Linked DNA regions of Mus musculus: all the other regions are linked to region 1. The links are chromatin contacts, called in public Hi-C and HiChIP or PLAC-seq maps. All regions are on one chromosome and are shown on one strand. Each heading gives the region's core, a stretch centred on a gene start, on an enhancer-like site or on the middle of the called end of the contact. The rest is flanking DNA. Distances are from core to core; before and after follow the strand shown. Region 1 holds the start of Enthd1 (ENTH domain containing 1). Region 2 overlaps Tnrc6b (trinucleotide repeat containing 6b). Region 3 has its middle 14 kb from the start of Gm41363.

Evidence for each region. A called contact is a pair of places that touch in the nucleus more often than the background predicts. HiChIP or PLAC-seq counts read pairs in DNA pulled down with a chosen protein or histone mark.
Region 2: a contact with region 1 is called in a Hi-C map of CD8 T cells, with 2.3 times the contacts expected there. The contact joins the enhancer-like site here to the promoter of Enthd1 in region 1. A contact is called at or near these places in 1 of 39 promoter capture datasets (pre-B cells), 2 of 484 Hi-C or Micro-C datasets (CD8 T cells and large pre-B cells) and 1 of 9 other capture datasets (pancreatic islet).
Region 3: a contact with region 1 is called in an H3K27ac HiChIP or PLAC-seq map of the NIH/3T3 cell line, with 2.3 times the contacts expected there. The contact joins the enhancer-like site here to the promoter of Enthd1 in region 1. A contact is called at or near these places in 6 of 39 promoter capture datasets (3T3-L1-derived adipocytes, the C10 cell line, the HPC-7 cell line and 3 more), 1 of 484 Hi-C or Micro-C datasets (embryonic fibroblasts), 1 of 115 datasets of contacts at active chromatin or transcription factors (the NIH/3T3 cell line) and 4 of 9 other capture datasets (adipose tissue, liver, macrophages and 1 more).

What each region holds. Positions count from the first base shown.
Region 1 is chr15:80,558,161-80,562,351 of GRCm38.p6, forward strand. It overlaps Enthd1 (ENTH domain containing 1), which reads right to left and starts at 2,310. Exons shown (of 6, transcript NM_001163189.1): 1 at 1,844-2,310. The coding sequence starts at 2,192.
Region 2 is chr15:80,813,215-80,817,405 of GRCm38.p6, forward strand. The region is part of intron 4 of Tnrc6b (trinucleotide repeat containing 6b); the gene reads left to right. Among named protein-coding and RNA genes, the nearest start is that of Tnrc6b, 100 kb to the left of the region's middle. Within about 2 kb of position 1,782, at least 111 of the 459 cell types and tissues checked have an H3K27ac peak or open chromatin away from gene starts, as enhancers often do. A contact at or near this core is called in CD8 T cells, where this site is marked.
Region 3 is chr15:80,412,110-80,416,300 of GRCm38.p6, forward strand. No RefSeq gene overlaps it. Among named protein-coding and RNA genes, the nearest start is that of Gm41363, 14 kb to the left of the region's middle. Within about 2 kb of position 2,397, at least 24 of the 459 cell types and tissues checked have an H3K27ac peak or open chromatin away from gene starts, as enhancers often do. A contact at or near this core is called in the NIH/3T3 cell line and embryonic fibroblasts, where this site is marked.

The sequences.
Region 1 (4,191 bases), core at 1,060-3,559:
ATGCCATTCAGTCATTCAAACATATGGGATTCTGATACCACATGGAGGAGACTCAAGGACTATAGGGTGAGAGAAAGAAGCCTAATAGGAATTTAAAATACACAGGAAAATTCCACTTCTGTGTGAGTGCACCTAACAGTCAAGTCAATCAAGATAGAGAATAGAGGTTCAGTGGAATGGGAATGAGCAGCTATTGCTTAATGCTGACAGTGATTTAGAAAAGGTTTAAACAAGAGTGGTGGTGGCTTCCCAACACAGTAAATGTGATGAACGTACCAAACTGCACACTTACAAATGGAAATATGAGCCTGGCAATGGTAGCTTACACCACTAATCCCAGCACCTGGGAGGTGGGGATAGGAAGATCAGGAGTTCAAGGTGAACTCAACTCAGCTACTTATTAACTCAAGTCCACGTGAGATTCTGATTGAAAAAAAAATTCAATACAAGTGAATACAAAAAGGCAAGTGTTGATATAGATATCACATCTTATAATAAACAACTTTATAATTATACATACTTTATATAAATGACCCTATATTTTATAATATACATGTGTGTGTGTGTGTGTGTGTGTGTGTGTGTGTATATACATATATATATATATATATATATATGTATATATATACACATATGTTACAATTTGTATGGTATATGCATTATATCTCAACAAACCTTTTCATAAAGAGGAAAGATAAAAAGAAACAAGCTTCCAACCTATGGAAGGATCTGGAAGAACCGTGGGGTATCCTGCCAATGAAAGAAACGAGTCTAAAGAAGTTTTACATCTGGAAAAAGTAAAACTATAAAGACCAGTGGCATCCAGGGCAAAGAGGGTGAGGGCAGGTCACAAGGCATCCTCGGGGAAGCGAAAGACCCTGTGTTATACTGGGTGGTTGACACAGGACAGTATGTCTTTCCAAAACCTACAGAACTATGATACAACTAAACTGAACATCAGTAGTAGTGTCAACACTGGCTGCCACTTGTAGCAAGTGTACCTCACTGATCTTAGAAACTGGAGAGATGATGTTTTGGTGGAGAAGGGTTCATAGAAACTATTTTTGTCTCATTTTTTCATTTCTTTAAAGTTATCATTTTAAAATGCAGTAACCATGGAGAGTAGAGTGAACTGTATTTTCTTCTTATGACTTAAAACCTATCACTTTAGGCACAATTATAACTTTGCATTTCTAACACAAAGGAAAGGAATGTTGGCTCTTTTCTTTGCAAATTTGGCACCAATCCACTTCAATACTCTATACCATCTTCCTATGCCATCGCCTTTCTACACCCAGAATTATCTTAAGACCTGAATTTCTGTGCTTCAGTTAAGTGAGCTCATCTCCATAGCCTTCGGAGATTCCAGAGTCCCTAGAAACACTTCCCTAGTTTATGACTAAATTCCGACTTAATTATACTCGTGAATTACAGTGACATCAACACACAAACGGCAGCGTCTCCTCTCTTCATTTGCTGTATTTACTTTTCTGTGAGGCGTCACTGGATCAGGACCTGCGTGTGTTCTGTGCTCTTTTGAAAACAAACACACTCTTCTCCCAAGTGCCACAGTCAATCAGAGGACGGAAATGAGAACCACAGCGGTCGGAGGAAAACAGTGGCTGGGACATCTAAGGACAACTCTTTAAGCCCAGGGTGATAACAGGGTGCACATCAACCTAGCGCGAGGGAGGTTGGGACTGGAGGGCAAGCTCAGGACAGCCTAGGCTACATCACAAGGCACTCAAAAATTGAGAACCGCCTTGCTCCAGTTGAAGATTTAAAACACTGCTATACACGCCTGTCCTTACAGGCACACTGTCGAATTTTTACAAACTGTTACCTTGGTCTTTGCCCGCTTCATCTATGTGTTGAAAATCCTTTAGCATTTGAAGGTTACAGACGCCCTCTCTGCAATACTGAATAACTTTCCTGGAGCCGTTCTTGATGAGGTAGTCCATCAGGGCGAGGGATTTGTACACGTGGCGCCAGTTCTTCCCGTGGTCGCTGAGTCGCTGCCACAGCATGTGCATGATCTCCGAGAGGGAGGCCGCATTGAAAGTCATGTCACTGATAGCTAACATCAGAGAGCTAGAGGGGCCCCAGGGGTCATTGGAAGTTGCTTCCCTGACTTTTTTTTCGGCATCTGAGTAATTTTTCACGAAGTTCTTCACTTGCCTCCTGAATGACATAGCTACAGTGAGTCTGAGGAGGGGGTGGAGGTGGGTGAGAGCGATGGGTCAGGAGTGACTGGTTTACAGAGCGCCTGACAGATTCGTCCCAAGTTCTGCCGCTCTCAAACACAAATGATTCATCTCCACCTGGTAAAGTATCGATTTCCTGCAAGGAAAGTACAAAAAATGTGGTGTAAGTTCCTCAAAAAAAAAAAAAAAAAAAATGTCTACAGGAGACCAAGTTAGTCTGAAAAAAAAAAAAATTTTAGTTTCCAAGAAAGCCTGTCACATCACCAGCCTGAGGAAGGAAAGGACTCTATATAGGTGTGCTTAGGATAAACACGGGAAAATCCCTCACAAGACTGACCTCAGCTATCCAGAGAATATAGGTAGTCTATCTGCTCCTAAAAGGTTCTGCAGAAAATATTGCTCAGCTCCCTTGACAAGGAGTACGAGTTTAAAGACGTACACACAGAGGAGACAGATTCATAGTTCAGGGGGAATTTGCACTCTGACACCTCTTTCTTAACAAAAGCTGTTGTTATACACACTGTGTCCTGGAAATAATTTGAATGGTGGTGAAAATTGAGTGTGAGGTCCTCCTCGTACCCAGAACCCTGTTCCCTGCAGAACCATGAAGCACTCTGATCAAACCTGAGTAGGTGCTGCTCTCTGGTCTATCTAGAGAGCCGGCGTTAAGATAAATACTCTACCTCCTGTGGATTACAGCTAACACAGTATCCAAAGCAGCATCTTAGCCTAGCAAACTAGAGGGAAAGCTTCGATTACTTTCTTTACTCGCTTTCAGGGAAAAAAAGGTGTGGTTTTAACATTCAACAGTATCAAAGTGCTATTTATAAATGACATGGCGTGAGGAACTCCCTTAGGCCTGGAGTGATTAGCAGGAGTCTGACAGCTTCCCCATACATAGAAGAGGAAGCATTTAGGTTAATATAAAAACGCATTCAAACTTAAACCGGTACTCGGCCCTAAGAATTCGCAAGATACTTGAGAATTACCAGTTTCTGATTTACATGAAACTCCCTTCCTCTTTTTCATTACTCTGCAGGAAGGTGAGTCACTTAGTTTGTAATTTCTCTGGTGATTCACCTCCGACAGGGACAAAGGCACTGTGCCAAATTGATTTCAAGCCCTGATGAGCATCCAGACCCAACGAAGTCTAGATGAACTATAATCAGATTTTGCTATCAAAGCTGCACCCATCCAAAAGAAAGAAAAAAAAATCAAACTCATAACGACTGTTTGGTATTTTTAGTTTTGTTTCCTTGGCCTCCTCAGCTTCTAGCTCACGCCTGATTAATCTGTGTATCAAGGGAAAACATAATTTTCAGATGCATGGTTAAATGAACTATCACCTTAAAAAAACAAAAAACAAAACCAGATCATTAACCCTTTCAGCCCCTCTACCTTTTGATTTAAACCCAATGCAGTCTGAAATAAATTAGATACAAAATATAATTGCTTTAATAAGATTTCTCAGAAAGAGACCATATCCTATGAAGAAAAAGAAAGTGTGTTTCTGTGATGTTCTGGTTGTCTCGTATGCACCCGGAATGTGAACATTTCGTCTGACTTCCTCCTGCAGTGAAAACCTGATTTATAATGGTTCAGCACACTATTAAAATTTTCAATTTCTACTGTCCTTTTTCCCCTCCACCAAACTCACTCAATGCAGAGCTGCACCATAACACCAGCCTAGAATAACAAATATTGATCCATGTCTTCACAGATCTATTTTTTCTTTAAAAAAAAAACTGCCTTAGAATTATAACTTGCTGGAATTGAACAGTTGTTAAAAACTCTTTTGTTTTTATGGCTACCTATCTATATTTTGGAAAGACTGCATTTATTATTCATTTTTCCTATATTCTCTAAACTGCATCCTCAAATTTTGGAAGCATTTTCGTAAACAAATTTTCTGTTTTCTGAAAAAAAAAATTAAGAGCCTTCTAACCCAAAACAGTAGTTTAAAATGGATGTGCCTAACACCGTGTCA
Region 2 (4,191 bases), core at 532-3,031, 250 kb after region 1:
CTACTATGTGTTCATAGACATTACATACATACATACATCTTTAAAAAGGAGTGGCAAGTAGATTGTTAAGTCATATTACAGACATTTCTTTCTTTTTGTTTGTTTCATTTATTTTGTTTGCATGTGTGCACACAGGCAAACATATATGTCTGCCATGGCATGCATGTGGGGTCAGGGGACAACTTACAGGAGTCAATTCTAGGGATCCAACTCAGTTGGTGAGGCTTTACAGCATGTGCCTTTCCTGCTGGACTGTTTCACCAACTCAAGTTTTTATTTTTGGGACATGGTCCGTATCCCAGGCAGGGCTCCCGATTTCTTTCAGTCTCAGCTTCCTGAGTGCTAGGATTAAACACTATATCTTATGTATGGTTTAGCTGGCCTGCTTGTCAGCCTTTATGAGTTATGGATAATGGCATGGCAAAATTTCTAACATACTACGTTTTAATTTTAATTTTCACCTTCTACTGTTGTATTTTAAATGACAAAGTTTTTAATTCTGGCAACTGGACATCAATTGTCGCTGTATCCCTCTGAAAGATAAAATGTTTCTTGTATTCACTCTACTCCAGTAACTGAGGCCCTAGCTAGCAGCTCACTGGCCTACTCTGCTATGCTGACCCTATCAGCACTTGGGGGGAGGGGGTCCTTCTCAGCTACCCTAAACTTACAATCCTTCTGCCTGGCCCTTTCCAGGACTTAGGCATAAATGAGCTTCTGAAGTCAGGGCTGTTGTATGTGCAGTTGGCCCAGAGTTGGGCCAGTCACAGTGCTGGGTACCTCAGCTTTTTTCTAAGGTACTGACTGGGGCAGTGATACCTTCCTCAGGAAGTTGCTCTAGGGGTTGTCTGAGTTTGTTTTGAAGTGTTTAGCATATTGTTGGCTCTCAGTTTTTGTTTATTAGTGTTTCAGGATAGTGTTGTTGGATAGCATTGGCTATCTGGAAGAGTTGTTTAGGTTTTCTCCCTGTTCCCATTTATTTTTGAGATAGTATCTTACTTAACACTACAGATCAGGCTCCCTAGCTGGAATTTGTGAGTGACTCTCCTACCTCAGTCTCCTGAGTGCTCAGATTACAAGCATATACCACCTCAGCCAGCTAGAGCTGTGTCTTGATGTGTTTTATAATTAAAGAACAAACAACAATAACAACAACAAAAAACCCTGGATTTTGCCAGATGGTGGCACACACCTTTAATTCTAGCACTTGGGAGGCAGAGGCAGGTGGATTTCTGAGTTCAAGGACAGCCTGTTCTACAGAGCGAGGTACAGGACAGCCAGGACTACACATATGTGTAGAGCATATGTGGCCCTACTTAGCCCTGTCTCAAAAACACACACATAAAAACTGGGTTTTAAAGAAAGCAGGGGTGTGTGTGTGTGTGTGTGTGTGTGTGTGTGTGTGTGTGTTTAGCTTGCTTGAACTGACATCCATCTGAGGAAGTGGAGAGATTATGGATGGACAAGTCACAGAGCAAGAGGAGTGACTGGGCAGCAACTAGAAACATGAAAAGACTGTTTTCTAGAGGCTCTTGTGACGTGAAGTCTGCCTGGGAGAGTGAGGACAGGGGTGTGGTGTACATACTCCAGGCCCGGGAAGAGTCAAGCCGGGATCTGGGGAAAGAGGTGTACATTAAATTAAGCTTTGGGACATGGTCTACATTTGCTAGATGGTTAGTGTAACCTAAGGAGACAAAGGAAGGGGCTGGAGCTAGAGCAAGCTTGGGAGCTTTCAGTTTATGCGAGACAGATGAGAACAGGAAAAGGGCTGGTGCAAGAGAAGCCCACACAGGAAGTTGGGAAGCGCTAGGCCAAGGTAAGCCCTCTATTGCCGAGTGCCTGTCTATCACATCACCTTCTCATCTCTTCCTGCCATTACTTTGAGTAGGCTCAGAACCAGAACTTGTTCTGTTAACTAGTACCTACACAGCTTCCGATACCCAGTTAGTTCTCAGTGTTGTTGAGTGGGTAAGCGAGTTTATTGAGTATTGTATGTATGCAAGGAGCTTTGCTAGTATCTAGGGATAAAGCTGTGAGCAAAAATGGAGTTTTAAAAACCCCTGCCCTTGTTAGACTTTTATTCTCCTGAATGAGAATGCTGTCATTAAAAAGTGGACAGGGCTGAAGGCATCATCCATAAACTGAGCCTGTATCCCAAAAGGCACTTGTTAAAGTTACTAACTTGGAGCTGGAGAGATGACCCAGCGATTAAGAAGGCTTATTACTCTTCCAGAAGGCCGGAGTTCAGTTCTTAGCACTCCATATTGTATAGTTCACAACCACCTGTAACTCCAGCAAATCCAATACATTACTTCTTCTGGTCAGTCTCTCCCCTCTCCCTCCCCCTCCCCCTCCCCCTCCCTCTCTTTCAATTTGGAACCTGGGAAAGATTACTGGGGGGAGGGGGAGTGTTCCCCCATTCACTTGTAGCTTATCTTTTTGCTACTTTGTGGGTCGTTTCTTTTAACCTTTTCCACCCCCTTTCTTCAACCATTTCAACCCCTAACACTAGACTAGAGAGGAAAGGAAAGAGATCCTATAATAGCCTCAGGGGTCAGAAAGAGGGTGATGTTATCACTAAACTATTTCCTGTTAGTTAAGGGCACCGAGTTCCTTGGGGCAAGTTTGATCTTTGCAGTCAGGATATCTAATTTTTTCTTCTTCTGTTCTTTCTTCTTTACTCACAACTACTTAACAAACTGCAACAAACCAACAACCCAACAACCTCTCAGGGTCCTAGCATTTATATACCCTCTAAAAAGTCCCCAGTATTCCAAATGTCACATAATCACAGAAACTATCTGCAGCTGGCAAAATTACACTCCTGCTAGAGCATGAGGCAAATCATAGTCAGCTGCTATGGGCAATTTGAAGCAGCCCCATATCCCATACCTAGAATTAAACGAAAAACATATTTCTATAATATTTCTGTGTCTTTTAAAGAAACCAAAATTCTCACTACATTCACTGGCTCTGTTAAATAGGAGGTGGAGTGTTAAATAGAAAAAGGGAGGCAGAGGAAGACGATATTTAAGAGTAGCCCCTCTCCCTGCCAGAGCCCTGTTGAGAAGCGGGCAGGCTCTACTGGTAATTGCTGTGGACATGTAGGGTTCTCTGCTGGTGTGTCAAGGTGAAAGACAGTTGGGGTTATCTGAGTCCCAGTGAAGATCTGCTTGAGAAGATCTGCATAGGATAAGTGGGGTTGGGATGTGGGCATGTTCATGGGTGCTTAGGCCAAGTTTGGAATAAACTAAAAACCAGTATAGGAAACAGCCTGAAAGAAAAAGAAAACTAGGTTGCCCGAGGTAGAACTTCATATATTAGAAGGATAAGCTGAAGTGATTCTATCTTGTAATTGTTTTGTGAACCAGGCAGGCTGTTTCTAACAGATCTTTATATACTATAGATCCTTTGTTCTTACCAAAGATCTGGTGAGCTGTGCTAAGTGGTTAGATAGGAAGTGATCCTAACAGCCTTAGCTGTTGAGTTTGGGTGCTTAAGCACTGATATTTGGTGATGGGGGAAGGTGGTTAGAAGGAACTTCTCTGGCCAAGGAACTTTGCAGTGGCGTATTAAAATTTTCTGAACCAGCTTTTCTTATATCAAAGTAATGTTGAGAAGAATGGGGAAGGGGACCATAGGCTGTCCCCTCCCCCCAACCACCTCCCACCCCCGTTTTTAAAATATGTATTTATACTTTGTTTTCTTTGAGATAGGATCTCAACTATGTAGCCTTGGCTAGCCTGGAACTCACTATGTAGACACTCTCAACTCAGAGATGAGCCTGTGCCTCAGGAGTACTAGGATCTAAAGCCTGCACCACCACTCCAGGCTCAGTCTGCACTTACTACAACAGTGAGAATGTGGCCCTACTTAGCCATGGAAAACAAATTTAACAGCTGTATCGAACATGTGCTGAGCTTTTTATTCTTTTTCATTATTTCCTAAACAATACAACAACTATTTACAGTTTACTTAGTAGTTATATTTTGTCAAGTATTGTAAGTAATTAAGATATGATTTGCTATAAGAAATCTAGAGATGTAAGAGGACGAGTTATGTCCAAGCACTACATCATAGTGTACACACAAGCACTACATTGTTGTCTCATTTGATTGTCCTTGGATTTGGGTGCAGGAACTAGTCCCCCACAGATACCTTCACCCAAGGGCTGACTGTTGTACCCTATGT
Region 3 (4,191 bases), core at 1,147-3,646, 150 kb before region 1:
TTCCTCCTCCTCTTCCTCCTCCTACTTCTTCTCTTCCTCCTCCTCCTCCTCTTCCTCTACTTCCTCGTCTTCTTTGTCTTCCTCCTCCTCCTCTTCTTTTGTTAGATAGAATCTCAATACATAGCTTTGGCTGGCCTTAAGCTCAGAGATCCCTCTGCCTCTGCCTCCACATGGTGGGTTTAAAAATGTATGTTACAGCACCCAGTCTTTTACCTTATTTTTGAAGATAGCATCTCTCAAATGAAGCTGGAGTCCATCAATATGGCAAGAGTGGCTGGCCTTCGAGCTCAGAGCTCTTCCTGTCATCACCTTCCCAGAATTGTTGTTGCAGGCACTCATCTCTGCACCTGGACTCTTGCATGGGTGCCCGGGGCTGAAGTCAGGTCTTCACACTTGTGCGGCAAACACTTGACTAACTGAGTCACCTCCTCAGCTCCTGTCTTATAAATCTTAAAGAGACTATGGTTGGAGATAGAAGTTTAAGGCACTTCTGGGCTTCTCCATCTACAAGGAAATTACATATACACATATGCATGCACATACATTCATTTGTATGCACACACACACATGTGTACACATGCACATGTTTGCATATGCATGAACATACACATACACATGTATACCCATACACATGCATGAATATGCATGCACACACACAAACACATAAACACATGCATGCATGTGCATGCACACATGCACACATACACATAAACACATGTATGCATATGCACACACACACAAACACACACATGTGTATGCATGCACCCCCTTTCTTCTTTCCTAGTCAGCCCCTCTCCTCTTCTTCAGTTGGAAAATTTTGCAGCCTTTTAGTAACCTCCTGATGCCCACCAAAAGCCAAGCCGGCGCTGACTCTGCATGGTCCTGCTGCCCTTTGTTTTGGGCTTTTCCTAAAGATCCAGTCAAGGGACCAGTAAAACATCTTTGAGCTTCTCCCGTGTCCTTCAGACCCCATCTCTTCCTCCTCTATTTTCCACTCCAAACCCTCATTTCTTGGATCTGTTCAGGGTCCCAACAAAGTCCTTTCGCCTCTCTGTTGAAGCTGTCAGCCACCTGGCAGAGGCCGTAATCAGAACACCATGGGCAATTGATCCCAACAAGCTTAAGACATCCTGTTCCAGGAGAAGGCCCTGCTGACAGCAGAAGCAGCTGCTGTGGCTGCTGGCAAGCCTCCTGTAGAGGCATCTGCCAGGCCCCTCCACCCCTCATTCGAGATAGGCCCTGGTAGAGAAGCTTGCTGGGTGATCCGGGGATATGGCTACCTCCCTCCCCAGTCAAAGAGCTGGGACCTGGGGGCATCCCTAAGAGATATCCAGAGGATTTGAGAGTTCCAGGGTAGTAGAGGTGGGCAGCCTGGGGTGCTCAGGTGGTTGATTTATGAGGGCAGATTAAAAAGATGGATGGTCTGTCCCTTAGCCAAGAAATGAGTCTTGTTGTAGTCCTTTGAAGGGCATGAAGGTGGAGGAGGGAGACGCTTGCCGAGGAGTGCAGTGGAGTAATGAGGAATAATGGTTTGAAACAGGGCTGAATACCAGGAAGGTACTTTGTCTCTGAAGCCCGTGAGGGATCGCAGTGTCTCCCACAGCAGGAGCAGGGCTTGCCTTCTTGGATCATGGATGCTGATGGATCAGGCATGGGAAGCCCATAGATGAGGCAGAATCAAGCTCTCCCAACAGTGCTATCTGCCGCCTCGGCTGGTCCTGGAGTTGTCCTCTTCTCACTGAATCCTGAAATGGGCCAGGCTCAGTCTGCAGCCCCATTGGTGGGAACACCTGAGGCTATCTGTGGGTGGAGGCCATGATGGCTCTCAAGATTGACAGGCATGGTGGGAGGAAAGCTGCCAGTGTGGCTTGAGTCTCATCTATCCTTGGTGATCGGCCTTAATCTGGATCCTGTGGGAGGGAACCGTGGGCATGAGCACCCACGACAGAGACCACCTGGGGCTCAAGTGAATGTTAAGGAGGGGGAAATGCAGGCACCATGCAGGCCCATCTCAGAGCTCAGCATTCTGCTTAGAAGTCCTTCGAGGAAGCCCTAAACAAACAACTACAGGGGACTGACCTGCTTCCTGCTTGGCGCATGCCCAGTGGGCAAAGCGCCAGAAGGCTAGGAGAGCTTCCCTGGCCACTTTGCTGTATTCATGGAAAGCATTTTGTGAGATGTCTGAGATACATTCTGGAACTGAGGAATCCAGACCATTCGTAGGGGAGCGGAGGATATCTTGGAACTGACTGCAGCCACCATGAACGGATAGTTGAACTTTCCTAAACTAATGGCCCGCCGGCACGGTGCTTGTGCCTTCCTTGGGTTCAGATACCACCCCCAGCCCCGACAGGGTTCCATACATCTCTGAGTAATTGGGCCATGCGTGCCAAAGCCAGTTCCTGCCTGGAGGAAATGGCTGTGACTCAGTTCTGATTCAATGCCCAGCCCGTGTATGTGGGCTGTGCTGGTTGAGGTATCTTCCCAGGAGATTTGGGACCCTGGGATGTGTGGGCTGCAGGGTATGCCCCCCTCGCTCATGCCCTGCTGTGCAGTCCATGTTGACTGGGTGTTTACTTGGGCGTGGGATGCCTTGGGAGACAGAAGTGAGTCTTCGAAGAGAGAAAGGAGGCCTGTCCAAGACGAACTATGTGGCTGCTACGTGGGCTTGAGCCCTGGCAGATCTGACTCCAGGGCCCATTCTCACATCCATCTGCTGCTGCTCCCCAAACTTTGGGAGGTGGGGTGCAGACCTCACCAGGAGAGAGGCAGATCTGCCTGGATTAGCTGCCTTGTGGTCAGTCATGAGACCTTGTGTGAATTGCTTCACCCATGATCCCAGCCTCATTTGGGAAGAGGAAAACCTTCCCTACAGCCTTCTGCCTATATGGATGGGCTTCTAGACAGTCAGTGCCCTTAGGTGACGGTCACATGTGCCTCTTGCCTTATGAGAACCAGCATGGGTATGGTTCCCCCCCCCACCTCTGCCCCTCAGTCCTTTCAAGGTCCCTGGGCTACAAACCAAGGATGCTGAGCTCCTTGTGGAAAGCCCAGCCCTACACAATGTCAGTGTTATCCCAGTCTGCCCAGAAGGCCCGTCCCCACACTTAGGTGCCTACTTGTCTCAGCCTTGCTCTGTACTTGGCTTCTTTCTGGATGGCAGAGAGCAGCTGCCGGGGCACCAACTCATTTGTCAGCTTTTAATTCCCTGTGGAAGGTGGGGTGTGACAGACTGGATGAGCATCGACAGCCAAAGCAGAAGGTTCACCCTGCCTCCGTGCCTGTCTGCCAGGCCCCACAAGCACTGTTGTAAGAGTCTTACTTCTCAGGGTGACCTTCTGGCTCTGAACAGATACAGGGTGAAATGTTTAGCTGCAGGGCTACTGGAAGAAAGTAATAATATTGGAGAAAATAATGATGATGATGATGATGATGATGATGATAGTAGTAGTAGTAATATAAAATCAGGAGGAGGCAGAAGCTGCCCAACACACCCAAACAAGATTTCTCATTAGTTTGAAGGATGGACTAGGAGTCTAGCCCATAATGAGAAAAATGGATTGAGTCCTGATTAAGTTGTCAGGGGACCTGAAGCCATCCTGCAGCTCCAGCATGTGCTGACCTTCACAGAGGCCCCCCAATACATTCAGCTTCCAATCCAAAGAGTCTCTGCCCAGGATGGATGATTTTGAAGTCCTCTGTTAGCCTACTAACTACCTACCAACTATCTGTCGGCTGCTCCAACGTAGGATTTGATCCCCCTGCCTCACAGATGTTGTGGGAAGCAGTATACTGGTTGGAGGCACGGTGTCTGCTCCTGTGGCTGTAGCCCTTTGACTGGTCGGTGACATTGTTATTTGGGACCTTTGTGTTGTGGCTGCTGAATGACCATTAGTGTCCGGCCTGTACAGTGCTCTCAGGGACACTCATTGTGAGCCAGTTGGGCTCTTCCTGAAGCCCTGTGTTTTCTGTTGCACTGGGGCAGCTGGTGACAGGCCAACTTCCCCAAGACCAGTCGTCTGGCCAAACTTCTGGTGGATCCAGGACACTTGCTTCCCTATGGGATACTACGGGATGGAGGCAGAACTATAGCTCATCTGGAGCACTGCCCTCACCCCCCAAAGTGTGTGTGTATGTGTGTGTGTGTGTGTGTGTGTGTAGATGTTCATGTCCACGTGTGCATGTGTAGAG